Regions from separate parts of the Callithrix jacchus genome. Here region 2 is linked to region 1. A link is a contact called in public Hi-C data. All regions are on one chromosome and are shown on one strand. Each heading gives the region's core, a stretch centred on a gene start, on an enhancer-like site or on the middle of the called end of the contact. The rest is flanking DNA. Distances are from core to core; before and after follow the strand shown.

Region 1 (3,208 bases), core at 18-2,517:
AAAATAAGATGAAGAGGCTGATTCCTGCTTTGGCGAGGTGGGAATGGCCACAGGCACTGGGGATGCGCTGACTGGTGAGGAGGCCTCTACAAAGAAGGATGGGGGAGAGGTATAGGCTGGTACCGAGTACACTGACGAGGCCTGCACATTCATAGGTGAGGCAGCATTCACTGGCCGAGGAGGAAGAGCTTGCTTCATGGCCAGGGCTGAATTGACCTTGACTGATGACTTTTGAGGGAGGCCATCCTTTGCATCTGGAGGTTGGAAAGTAAACAAGGATGCATTGAGCTGATACGGTTGGTGCTTCATGACATCTAGTGCATTGAGCGGTTTCTTCCCCTTTTTCTTGCCGACTTTGGAAGCTTGTGCGGCTGATGGCTGAGACTTGAGAGCAGCTAGTGGGTAGGAGGGGGAGTGGATAGGATTATAAGCCACAGGAGGAGGTGCTCTGACATTGGAGGAGTACTTCCAACTGGCTGGGAGAGATGGAGTGGGGGACTGAGCTCGAGCAGCGTGGGCCTGCACCGTGTCTGAATCGACCACATATTTCTCCATTCTGGACTGCCTTTTAGCAAAGAGCTGAGCTCCTCTCCCACTCATTCCTGGAAGCTCATTGGATGGTCCCACTGCACCAGGCTGAGCAGCATTGACTGTTGGTGTGGGAACTGTTGGTTTGGGTGTGTAATTCTGACTGGCTACTGCTGCTTGTGGTCCTTTGAAGGGACCAGCCAGGTTTAAAGCGCTTGCAGGCCGGGCAGGAGGGTAAGAAGGCTGGGCTATTTTGATGGAGGAGACAATAGTGCCCTTTGATGGGCCAGATGTGGGGAAGGCCAGAGGTTGGGTGGGAGCCACTCCTGGAGACCAGACTGGGGAAACTGGAGTTACTGGTTGGGAGGATGAGGACTTGACTGCAGGTTTTGGAGCAACAGGAGGTGGGGTCTTTTGTTTGGCAGAGGTGCTTTGCATGAAATTGCAAGCCTCTGCTCCCAAGCTGAGGTAGTCTTCTTCCGGTCCGGAATCACCTCCAGCTCCAGTGCCCCGTTTGCCTTCTGAATTTTGAAGGAGTGACAAGAGTTCAGGATTTGGGCTTACTTTGGGCTCTTTAAAAGTAAACATGGGTTTTGTCGTGCTTCTCCTTTTGGCTTCCTGCAATATTCCTGTTCTTTTTGCTGGCACTGAGATCCTCTCATCTCTGGAAGCTATTCGCTCAGATGAATCGTAAAAGGCTGGCTGGGACCATGGGGCAGGCTGAGGCCATGGAGGGGGCTGTGCTGGGCCAGCAATCGGACTTGATACCCCTCTGGAGAAGGCATCAGGGGGAGGAGTGACTGCAGAGTAAGGTGGAGGTGCAGGAAAGTCAGCAATGGGACTCGTCATGTTTCGGGTTGGCGAGAAGGGGGTGGCTGGCTGGTTCACAGACCCTGGGAAGGGTTTGGCTGTTCTATTCATGGGAACCATCCTCTGGATGTTTGCTGTCTCAGATGCCCCACTGAAGCCATTCTGTTGGGGCACATGGCCAAGACCATGACTCACCTCGATGTAGCTTTTGCTCACAGAGCTCTGCGTTCTCACCGACTCTTCCTCCTTTCTTTGGTAAGAAGTCATGGTTCTCAGGCCATCTGTCTGGGCAGCATCTTGTTCTCTGCTTGGCATTCCACCTGCCTTGTCCTCTTCTTTTTGGGCTGTGATCTGATCCATTCTCTCCCTCCTCTTGGCAAACATGAGGGCTCCCTTGCCTGTGGTGTCTGGTAACATCTCCATCTTGTCCCCTCTGTTCAGTTTCTTTTCAATGTCCACCAGTCCAGAATCCCAGTCAAAGTTCACAACTTGTGTGCTGTCGTCAATGTCAGACAGTAACTCTTCATCCACCTCTGACTCACTTGCACCAAGAAATGCTACTTCACTTGTATCCTCCTTGTCACCGTCTTCCTCCTCGTCTGCCTCTCGCTCAAGCTCGCCAGTACCGTAGCTAACTAGGGTGTATTTCCTGGCCCTCCGACGTCGCTTCTTAAACATCAACACCCCCTTGGAGTTGGGGTTGGGAGCATCTGTTAGAAGAAGGGCAATGCTTTTGCATTTAGATTTTGCTTCCTTCACTTGTTTTTCCGACAGGCTTTCACTCCTCCTGAGCCCTAGGGAAAGTAAAAAAAAAATTATATTGAGCTGATGAGTTCAGGGAAGATACCATAGCAGCTCAGAAATGAACTCTCCTGGGGGAAAATAAATATGTAAAAACTTACAATTGGGTACTGAATTTTGAAGGAATCCAGCTCATTTCTCTTTCTTATTTCTCTTAACTTTTTTTCTTCTACAATAATATATATACTCTCTATATAACACTCAACAATGCCATATTCTATTTGTTTATATAAAAACATTTTGTATATGCTGATTAGAATATATGTTTCATACACTTGTTTCTCTAGAGATGTTTCCACTTTAATAATAAAAACTGGCTATTACATGCCAATTAATAGGATAAAATTAGAATTAAGAAGAACATAATCTAAAAACATAATATTTTCTGAAAAACAAGATAAGACCTACCTCATACTTCTATATTTTAAAATGAAATGTCAGCATAAAACTGTTTCCAGGTATCTTAAAAAGGGACGAGTGTCCCAAGAAGATGTTTTAAACTTTTCTAAGTGTTTTAATGTAATGGATTTAGCTATTGAGGTTTTCTTCTTTCTCTTTTATCTTTTTTTAACCCCGACAACTTCCCCAAATCTTTTCATTCACAGCTACTAGATTAATGTAAATTAAAAACACAGAATTAATCACTGAGGGTACTGAATCAATAATAGTTATAACTCAAAAAATGGCATTATTGTAAATACATAAAGAAACTCTAGCTACAAAGTTTTCTAGACAGATTTGTTTGTAAATGTATTGCTATTTTGAAAATACAATGTTACTTTAATTGAAGCAAGAATAAGGGTAAATCTTGAAGAAATGTAAAATTGACTTGTGACCCTTTTAACTGTGCAAAAACTGATGCAGAAATTAAGTCATTTAAAACAAGACTATGATGCTTATAAAATAAAAAATTTTTTAATTTTCTTTATTACCATTATAAAAATAAATTAGCAACAAATTTATAGCAAGTAAACATATAGCATCTATAATTTATAATTTATAGTTAATTATATCATGTTTTCAACGATAATGAGTGTCCCCTAAATTTTTTAATTCCTTAAAATAGTTA
Region 2 (3,374 bases), core at 831-3,330, 41 kb after region 1:
AGCCTCCCTGCTCAGAACTGCTGTCTATTTGTTTGGTCTGGTCTGTCACTCTGTCTGGAAGGTAAGATCCATGAGAACCAGGACCATGTCTGCTTTGCTCACCATCTTATCCCCAGCATCTGGCACAATATTCGGTGTTTAACAGTGCTCTGTAAACATTTGCTGAATAAATAATTGAATAATGGACTTACTGATTCTTCAGGGTCAAGCAAAGATGTATTTCCTAAGTGAGTTCCCTCCTCCTTTTCTCAGGCAGCTGTTGCTCTTGCCTCTGAGCAACCACAGCACTGCACATTCCCATTTCCTGAGGGTCTATCCTGTGCACTGTGTGAGCTGTCAGTTGTATGTGTGTCTCCTTTCTTTCTTTCTTTCAATAATCCAATATGATAGATATTATTACCCATACTTGGCAGAGAAGAAAACAGGCTAAAAAAATCCAAGTCATGGCCAGGTGCCATGGCTCGTGCCTGTAATCCCAGCACTTTGGGAGGCCAAGGCAGCAGATCACAAGGTCAGGAGTTTGAGACCAGCCTGGCCAGCATGGTGAAACCCTATCTCTACTAAAAATTATCTGGGTATGGTGGTGCACACCTGCAGTCCCAACTACCTGGGAGGCTGAGGCAGGAGAATTGCTTGAACCTGGCACCTGGCAGGCAGAGGTTGCAGTGAGCCGAGATTGCGTCACTGCACCCCAGCCTGGGTGAGAGAGACTCCATCAAAAAAAAAAAAAAAAAAATCCAAGTCATACAGCCAATAATAGATTATAAAACCTGTATGCAAAGCCAGCTCCCTTTCCCTCTTGCATGAAACCCCTTTTCATTAAATCTCACTGCCATATGGTACTGTGTTTGAGGTCTTAATGTATCTGTTTATAGGTATGTCTCACTTTATAGGCAGAAGCCATGTATATTCATCTTTGTATTCTGAAAGATTTAACATATGAATTAGAGAATACATGAATGTGTGAAGCGCATTAGCCTACTGACAGACAGGGGTCTTTGCAGCCTCAGGGCTTACTCTCAGGGACTCTTGGTGTTGTCTCCTTGGAAAGCTTCTGTCTGTGTCCCTGCCTGAACACAAGTTAGGCCCCCGCTACCAAGTCCCTAACTTAACGCATCCACTTATTTCTTCTGTCTCTGCCACAGGGTTTCCAGATGCTGTGTACATTTGGCTTATGTCTGCTTCATGGGCTATTTCTGTCATAATGAATCAATGATACACCACAGAAGCGTGACTATATGACACATTCCTTTATTACTCAGAACACAAATTGTTTTTTTATTTGCAGCTGAAGTCACTGCTAGCAGTGACTGTCAGTCAATAAAACGAGTCCGTGACTCTGGCAGATTCTTTTGGGAAATCAAAAATAGCATGCTCTCTGTCTTCAGATGCTCTCAGGCTTGCTAGGGAGATATAATCACACATGAAACCATTAGAGAATGGTGCAAACAAGTTCAGAATCACATGCCCATTTGAGTCACAGTTTGAGGCTCTGACTCTCACTCAGCCTTAAGCTTGTCAAAGCCTTAGCTATTCCCAGTTACACTCCAGAAACATCTTCACATGCTGTTCACTCCCCCAGATGACAATCATCTCCTCTCAAGCTATGGGTACAATATCCACAGGCATAATCATGAGCCAGGGCCTGACACTTTCAAATGTATTCAGGTTCTTCTGGCAAGGGGACCAGGCTAAAGCAGCTGACTGCAGCCTGAACCAAGCTCGGATGCTTTCCCAAGTCAACTCCCCTGTGTTTAAACATTGAAGTCTGCAGTTAAGCTTCCTGGTTCTGGACCTTTAAATTCAATTTCCAAAGCCTAGCTCTGGCCTAATTCAACGACTCTTGTTTTTTGTGTGATCACCTTGTTCTTTTTTGTTGTTTTAATTGAAAAAGGGAACTGTGAGACCTGCTGCTGCTCACTATAAGTACCAGTTGGGTGCTCTTCCAAAGAAGTTTTCATCAAAGTTGAACCTTCTGTCAAGACGTGGAGACCCTTAAGACTGAAGAGATTCCATGGCTTTGTGGTGAGGGCAGGTGCATGTTTCCTAGGGAGGCTCCTCAGCCACCATCCTTCACGGAGATGCCTGCATTGTGCCTGGGCAGAGCCAAGCGTGAGGCTCCTGCAGCCCTCATGACTGTGTTAATGGAGCAAAAGCACACTGGACATCTGGGCCTGAAAGTCTTCATCATAATATCAGCTGAATTTCTCCCAAAATGAAAGCTGCAGCCATTTATTAACAAAATTAAAAGTCCACATTTTCACAGATTTTTTTTCAGAATAACTCATAGGTAGAGAAACTCCATGGGGCTTTTCTAAAGGAAATATTGGATGCACTTTCTGACACTCCAGTTGGAAGCAAAACAGAATCCAAATGTGCCGTCCTGTAGTTGAAAGCAAGCCCTATTTTTAGAGTTAGGTTTTGCTCAACCTGCTATATAAGGTTGTGCTGGGAACCTCTGCTTTTAGGGAGGTTTCCTGCTCTTCCCTGGAGTGGGACTGTTTCATTTCACATTTATTTGCTTCACCATTAACACCTTCTTCTCATCCCCAGGCAAAAAAAAAAAGCTGCTAAATTCTTGGTTTTCATAAAAACATGAGAGTAGACAATATTAAAACCTAAAATCAAAACCAAAATTGAGCAAATACAATATGCCGGTGTGCATTCACATAAATTAATGTTAGAGATACTGGCAAATAAATATAGCGTAAGCAATATTTGCTCTAGCTGTTCAAATAAACAGGACTAGAATAACTTTTCTGCTCATGGAATCAGGTGTGAAAATTGAGGCAATACATGTGCATACCAGCAAAAACCATGTTGTTATATTTGAGTTTGAGCTCAAATGCTGCCATCTAATAGCTCTGAGGGTTTGGGAAAAATAATGATAACGTTAATATTTATTGAGGATTGTTACCTGCCAGACTCTGAACTAAGTACTTCACATGTTACAGAATATTTCTGAGTCCCTTTCCTTTTCTGTAAGGTTATGATAATTATACACATCTTATATGTTCTGAAGAATATAGGAAAGGTATAAAAGACAGACATAGAGTAGGTGATTATAAATTTTAAAAACAAAAACAGAACACAGTAATAACACTACTAATATACTTAAATAGCAATACAATTCTCATTCTACTTTCAGATGTATCAGTACTAAGTGAAGAAAAGACTCTAGAAGCAGATCTAGAAGCAGTGATTCGGGCCCGCACGAGGCTTTTCTTTTTTAAATGGGCTGCAGTGCAGTGGTGTGATATCTGCTCACTGTAGCCTCAACCTCAAGGGCTCAAGTGATCATCCTAAATAGCCTCCCAAATATCTGGGACCACAGGCAGTCACCACCACACCCAGTGAATTTTCTTCTATGTAGA

The links. A called contact is a pair of places that touch in the nucleus more often than the background predicts.
Region 2: a contact with region 1 is called in a Hi-C map of skeletal muscle, with 4 times the contacts expected there. The contact joins two enhancer-like sites. A contact is called at or near these places in 2 of 3 Hi-C or Micro-C datasets (both in skeletal muscle).

What each region holds. Positions count from the first base shown.
Region 1 is chr3:78,523,579-78,526,786 of calJac240_pri, forward strand. SYNPO2 (synaptopodin 2) reads right to left here. Exons shown (of 5, transcript XM_002745445.6): 4 at 1-2,132. Among named protein-coding and RNA genes, the nearest start is that of MYOZ2, 95 kb to the left of the region's middle. Within about 2 kb of position 1,268, at least 2 of the 16 cell types and tissues checked have an H3K27ac peak or open chromatin away from gene starts, as enhancers often do. A contact at or near this core is called in skeletal muscle, where this site is marked.
Region 2 is chr3:78,563,906-78,567,279 of calJac240_pri, forward strand. All of the region lies in intron 1 of SYNPO2 (synaptopodin 2), which reads right to left. Among named protein-coding and RNA genes, the nearest start is that of SYNPO2, 100 kb to the right of the region's middle. Within about 2 kb of position 2,081, at least 1 of the 16 cell types and tissues checked has an H3K27ac peak or open chromatin away from gene starts, as enhancers often do. A contact at or near this core is called in skeletal muscle, where this site is marked.